Linked DNA regions of Zea mays: region 2 is linked to region 1. Evidence: chromatin contacts called from public Hi-C data. All regions are on one chromosome and are shown on one strand. The core of a region is the stretch at or near the end of the contact, and the rest is flanking DNA. Distances in the headings are between cores, read along the strand shown.

Region 1 (3,320 bases), core at 575-3,074:
AATTGTAAGGCTTACCAAAGAAGATGATTAAAGCTGAATATTGCTTTTAGAGTTGGTCAAATTTTATTAGCAGTTACTAAGTATAAGTAGATACCAACCCATTTAAATAAAAGATCATAATTAATAATAAAACCCACAATGCAATGCAAATGACAGATTAAGTTTAGTTCCATAAGTTACTCATGTGAGGGTCCGAGCTGCTCATGATCGTTAGCACGGTTGATATATCAGTTTTATACTCTGCTGAGGTTGCATATCTTTACCCACAAGACTTTCCTGTTTAGCCAGGGTTAGCTAGACCCTTGGACACTTCTAAGGTGAATGGCTAGGGATCCACTGCGAGGCCTTTACAAAGTTCCACTAGAGGAGAGAACCCGCTACGGATTCTGCGCCGAAGGTGATGTAGGAATTCCTTTTTCGGAAAGCTAAAAATATAGTCCAACCCGAGGACCTCTCTACACCTGCACTCCTCCACCCCACTTGCCCTTTTTGGGAAAGGATTAACTCACACTAGCTTTCCTAATTATTCAACTAAGGGTGTCCCATTCCACCCTTTTGGTAGCACTGTTTTCCTGGGTGGTTGATCCATGTTCCATTTAACATAATAATCTTATCGTGAACAATAATTAAACTAACAGTATTAATGGAACATTATCATAATTCAATATAACATTAATCCCAAATCCAGGTAGAGCAATAGCGAGTCTACCCGATAGTTCATTTGTTTGTAAGGTGTGGGGTAAATAAAACTAGGGAAACCTATTGGGTCCCATCAAATTAACCTGAGCATGTCACAGTGATTAACAGGAACATTATTAGGTAAAGAAGCATGATCAAGGGCACAACATGCCTGTGACTTGTGATAATAGGCGTTGACCCAAAAGTTGGGCTTCAAGTTACTCGTCACCTCGCCTCTACTCGTAGCAATACATACAATCAAGCAAATAATGGATATGGTAACATTACACCAAAGCATATAAATAAACAATGTAAGAATATTCTACGCGCCGCTACGAGATCGTAGGTTCGAGAACCACTAAAATCGGAGTTATGGTTAAAAATATAGTATTCTAAAGTTTTAGGTTCTTTAAAAAGTAAAACTTTATTCTTTATTGATTAATATAAGTCAGAAAGGATATGAATAAATAATTAATTTATCTTTAATTTAGGTTATAACTTGAGTAGAGATCACATCTTAGTCAGATTATAATTATAGGCAGATTGACTTTGACTAGAATGATTATCAACTATCATAAGTTAAATAAATACCCAATTAAAGAGGTATGTGGAATGATACAAATAATGTTTTTAATGTGTAGACAATTTTACTACAAAGCTAATGCAACTAGAACATACCAATTTGGAGTTAAATCGCAAAAGTTATGGATTTTCTAAGGTTATTGGATTTATTTTTATACTAATAATCATTATATCGGATTTATTTTACTTAATTTAATAAACTGTGGATTGCGAGTACTATTTCTAAGAAGAACATGGTTCAATATATAAATTCTAGGACCAATCCGCAAGACTCTTTACACAGTCTTGGATGGCGGGTTAATTTCTTAAAAATGTGAGGGCTCTTAAGCATATATCCTACGACGAAGGGGGTACGGTTCATTATGGACTGCCCGATCATACCCGAGTGGCCTAGATTAGATCTTCATAACACCTGGACCAATACGAGTTCTCAATAATTGGATCTCAGATTCGTGGTCAAGGTTTGGCCACACCATCGATTAATCTCCTCTATCCGACTCTGATCCAGTGGATCAGATCAAAAAAATGAAGGGGTACGTGGACGCTCAATCTCAACCCTCGGTTACTCGATCAACGGCCATGTGCCTCATCCACACCACAACTCTTACCCACGGCGGCGCAGAACAGGGCCCCACGATAGCGTATTCTCCCCTACGGCGGCGCCATGGTCGCCGAGCACCCAAACTCTCCCCACAGCTCCATCATCGACACGATTGGGAAGAAAACAACGAGAAGGCTACTACGGTTTGGATAGTAGGGGACTTACCAGAGTTGGTGAGGTGATGGCCTGTAGCCACGGCGATGGGAGGCGTTGTGGCTGTGAAGGCCGACAAGGGATTATCGGCCGGTCAAGCTTTAGGAGTCTTCAATTTAGCGCGATGAAGAACTTGGGCACAATTTTGAGCGCAGTATAGAGGCATGGAAGGGGATCACTAACGGTGGCCGCAACCTTTCTCTTCGCCCCGCTGATGGCTCACTCTGATCCCCAATTGCTCACGACGGCGGTGGCTATTAACTTCTATGATAGCCCTCGGCGGTATAGTACTAGATGGCCAAGGCAGCGCCGAGCTCGGGTTTTATATTGGAGCAGAGCTAGGATCGTAGGGGGGAGAATGGTTGAATAGCCCGAACTTTATGCGCGTTTTGTTGAGGGGATAGGGATGGTCCTGATGGGGCGGTTCCATGGTTTAGTGAAACGAGCCACAACCGAGGTGTGCTGACAAGCAGGCAAGCCCATGCGCACGCAAGGGAGTGGTGGCTGTCGAATGGGGCCCATGGTCCAGTGGCTGGCTGACTTGTAGGGTCTCCCTGTCGGCACCAAGGGGAGATTGGGCCGACCTGGTGAAGGCGCGAGTTGGGCCGGGCAGGGAAATTGGCCTAGGCGGAGGGATTCCTTTTCTAATTTCTTCTTTTTTATTTCATTTCTATTTTCAAAATTTGAACTCCAAGGCAGATTTAAACAGGGTTTGGATTTCAAACTTACTTTAATACTTAGTCAAAGATCCAGAATGCCATGCAAACTTTATTTTATTTATTTATTGGTTAATTATTCACCAAGATAAATCCTTCTATATACAAAATTACTAAGAGAATAATTCACAAATTATTTATTTTAGGACAATATTATTTTTAATTGTGTGATCAAGTTAAAAGTTAATAATGAAAGAAAACTTAATATTCATTACTTAAATTCTAGTTCACAAAGGTTTTAGGTTGAATATATATCATCATCATGTAACCAATTTTTTTGTTTTGAAAATAACTTTTAAAAGGAAGGAAATCCCTATTGTAGAAATTTTATTCATTAATCTTTTAGGGGAAATGCTATTGACTCCAAAATAGAATTTTGGGTGTTACATATAGGCTCTATATAAATAGAGGTAATTTAGGAAGATAGAATAACCCTCTATAAATAGATGAGAGTGTTGGTTAGTTCAGTATCTCTTGACTGTCATTTGTTTGAGACTACTCATTTAGAGGTCCTAGTTTTCTCTCTAGGTAGACATCTGTTGAGCCGAGGGATCCACATCGATTTTATACTGTCGACTGTTATCTTGTGA
Region 2 (3,164 bases), core at 214-2,713, 380 kb after region 1:
AGCGTGATACAATAGACCGCCTATTCGCTTGTACTGAGCCGCGACCGGGGTTGCAGCCCAGACAGCCCCGGACGCAGATCCGCCACTGTCGGCAGCGACGGCGGCCTGAGATCCGTTTCCAGGAACGGGACGAGGGGATGAACTCGTAACAGCAGGCGTGACTGGGCTCTAGAAGGGTTTAAAGCAACGACGATAACAAATTTACAAACGACTAGGTATTATAATACTACAATCCCAATTGCACGCTTCAGAGTAATATTTTTAAGAAGCCCACTTACGGGAGTACCTGAGTTCCAAAAAACTCCAGACCAACACGAGTCTTTTGTGTGCACTTTGTCCTCGCTCGTACACACCCGAAAAAATTTCTTGGTCGGTCACCCATCTTAAGATTGCTCTGAGCTAAGCACGCTTAACCTAGAGGTTATTTCGAGGTAGACTTCCAAAAAAGAAGATGCACCTTGTTGGTATGAGTATTATTTTAATTCTATTAAACCTTGGTCCGGGATATCACCATCCACTGGGACCAGAATATCACATTTGTTTAGGAGATTTATTTGTGACCTAGATTAACGAGATTTTTAGAAGTCCTAATTCACGCTCTCTGAGAGGCGCCAGTGTTCCTTTCACTCATATTTTGCAACATTAGGTGACTCTATGAATGGTCATCATTGGATTAACTAGTTTTTGAAGTCTTTTTTTGCATGATTCTAGATAATTCTCTTAGTTGGAAAACTAAATAGATTGAAAGGCATATCTCTATCTCTACTATAATTTCTTCCCACGCCCCAAAAAATTTCTTCCCACGCGCACACGCGGAAAATTCTAAAAATTACACACTCATTAGGGTTTGAACCTGGTCCCAAGAAATAAATTTTCGCTTCCTAACCACTGCACATGTTGATTTGTGCTATATAAAGGATATGCAATATATACACACACAATTTTAGAATAAAAAATCGTGCCAGATCGGGCCATCACTGGGTCGAGAAAACGGCCTAGGCACAACACAGATCCACTTTAAATCGTATTGGATCGAGCCATGGCACTATTAAATAGATCGTGACTTAGACCGACATACAACATATTTAGTCATCTATAATCCAGTACCTTGGCTCATCGTATTTGATCTCGCGAGTGTGAAAAAAGAGAAAGAAAAAAAATCATCTTGTCTGACCCCACGCTACATATCCGGTCATTCACACTCAACTAATATATGTATTTGGATCATTTTTGAATAGCTGTCTTATTTAAGTAATGTCGTTTTATATGATAAGAGTTGTAGGAAGGAGAATAGACAAATGTTCTACCAGGGACTTATTTGGAAGACGTGAGGTGTATGCTGCAGTTCAATAATAATAAAATCCAGCCCCTTTTTCAAAAAAGACCCAGATAAGCCAATCCCAACTCGGGTGGTTCCCGTTTACCGCGCTAACGGACAAAACCAAACGCCGTCACTTCCCATCTTTCAGTCCACCCCAGATGGCCCTCAAAGCCGCCGTCTCCGTCACCCCGTTGCTGCCGTCGCCTCCCCTCCGCCGTCTCCTGCTCTCCCCCTCTCCTAGCTCCGCGGCGGCTCGTAGGATCGCGAGGGTTTCCGCGGCGATGGCGACGACAGAGGTGCACCCAGCCGTGGTGGTGGGCGGCGGCCGCGTAGGCCAGGCGCTCGTGTCCATGGGCCCGCCGGGAGGTGACGTCCTCGTGGGCCGCGGAGAGAAGGTACCCGACGATGCGCCTGGACCGATACTGGTGTGCACGCGCAACGACGACCTCGACGCCGTGCTCGAGGCCACCCCCAAGTCGCGCTGGCGCGGTACGTGCTCTCCAACTCCGCCCACCTCGTCTTCGTGTCCTCTGCTCTCCCGGCTGATGTGCTTTGGGTGGGCGCTTGCATTTGCCTGCCGGAGTTCGTATTCGTTCTGTGCCGCTGCATGTGTTCGATCAGGTCTGTTTATGCGCGTCTTCCCTTCGGCCTTGCATTTTAGGCAAACCGTGCCTGAAAATTGAAATACTGAACAACTTGAGCTGTATTAGCCAATCTGTTCTGGCTACTCAGTTCATTTTTTTTGTATGTACAAACTGCACAACAGTGGTGTGGTGTCATGCAATTCCAATAAGACAATAGTAATCGATACCCTGATGGTGTAAGTAACCGTCAGGAACATGGGATCTGCAGAGGAGCAATTGGAAGGCTGAAAGAGCAGAAGGTTGAGCGGGAGGAGTAATCTGAGTAATTGAATTTTGTTTGTGATTAGGCCTATTGGGCCAGGGGTTTGGGCCGTCTGGCCTTGTAAAGAGGGTGTACTTAAACCCTGAATCATCTGGTAATCGGCAAGAGGAAAATAGAAGAAAAACCACCAAACAGAATTTCTGTTTACCTGCGCTTGTCCTCCCCATCGGAGGCAGCCACCGTGAGTGCTCACGTCGGAGTTGGCGCTACTCCGGCCATGGGTCTCACACTTGGTATCAAAGACGGGTCAGCGGTCTTGCTGGGTAGCGATTACCAGCGTTGTCAATACGGCGCCTGTCACCAAACCATTGGTGTAGACACATTTTGTTTTGGAAGCCATGGCGGATCGGGATCGGGAAACTCAGGAGAGTTTGAGCAAGGTCATGGAGACTCTGGTAGTGGTGAGTGATCGATTGAATGATGTCGAGCGCGTGCAACAACAGATGATGATGCACACGAATTTGGCTGCGTCTGTTGCGGAGCAGGCGGCGAAGGAGCCAGTCGAGTTATGTCGTAAGGTGGAAGAAACAGGGAAGGTGGTGGCCCAAATCCGTTTGGAATTGATGGGGAAGCAGTTGGAGGATTCTTCTGGGGGAGCGGAATTTCCATCATCCGCTCATCAACATCACAGTGAATCAACAGGTTTCAGGGGAAGACAGGAGCATGTGGAATCCCGTGGTGAATTCAGAGGTGGTCCTTCTAGACCATCTGGTGATGTTCATCAGCATTCATACCATTCTCATCAGGTATTGCCCAAACTTCCATTTCCGAAATTTGCTGAGGGTGATCCTGTGGTTTGGTTGGACAAGTGCTTGGAGTATTTTTCTGTCTACCAAGTTCCAGCATCTATGTGGTGGCACTATCATAAACTGAAGTATGGGTTGGGTGGTTGGCATGAATTTGCTGCAGCCGTTGTCAGTAAGTTTGGTGCCGAGGC

What was found. A called contact is a pair of places that touch in the nucleus more often than the background predicts.
Region 2: a Hi-C map of ear shows a contact between it and region 1, with 2.1 times the contacts expected there. The contact joins the promoter of LOC100278239 here to the enhancer-like site in region 1. A contact is called at or near these places in 2 of 25 Hi-C or Micro-C datasets (ear and leaf).

What each region holds. Positions count from the first base shown.
Region 1 is chr4:70,524,642-70,527,961 of Zm-B73-REFERENCE-NAM-5.0, forward strand. No RefSeq gene overlaps it. Among protein-coding and RNA genes, the nearest start is that of LOC103655336, 42 kb to the right of the region's middle. Within about 2 kb of position 1,825, at least 19 of the 20 cell types and tissues checked have an H3K27ac peak or open chromatin away from gene starts, as enhancers often do. A contact at or near this core is called in ear and leaf, where this site is marked.
Region 2 is chr4:70,905,346-70,908,509 of Zm-B73-REFERENCE-NAM-5.0, forward strand. It overlaps LOC100278239, which reads left to right and starts at 1,464. Exons shown (of 5, transcript NM_001151580.3): 1 at 1,464-1,810. The coding sequence starts at 1,480.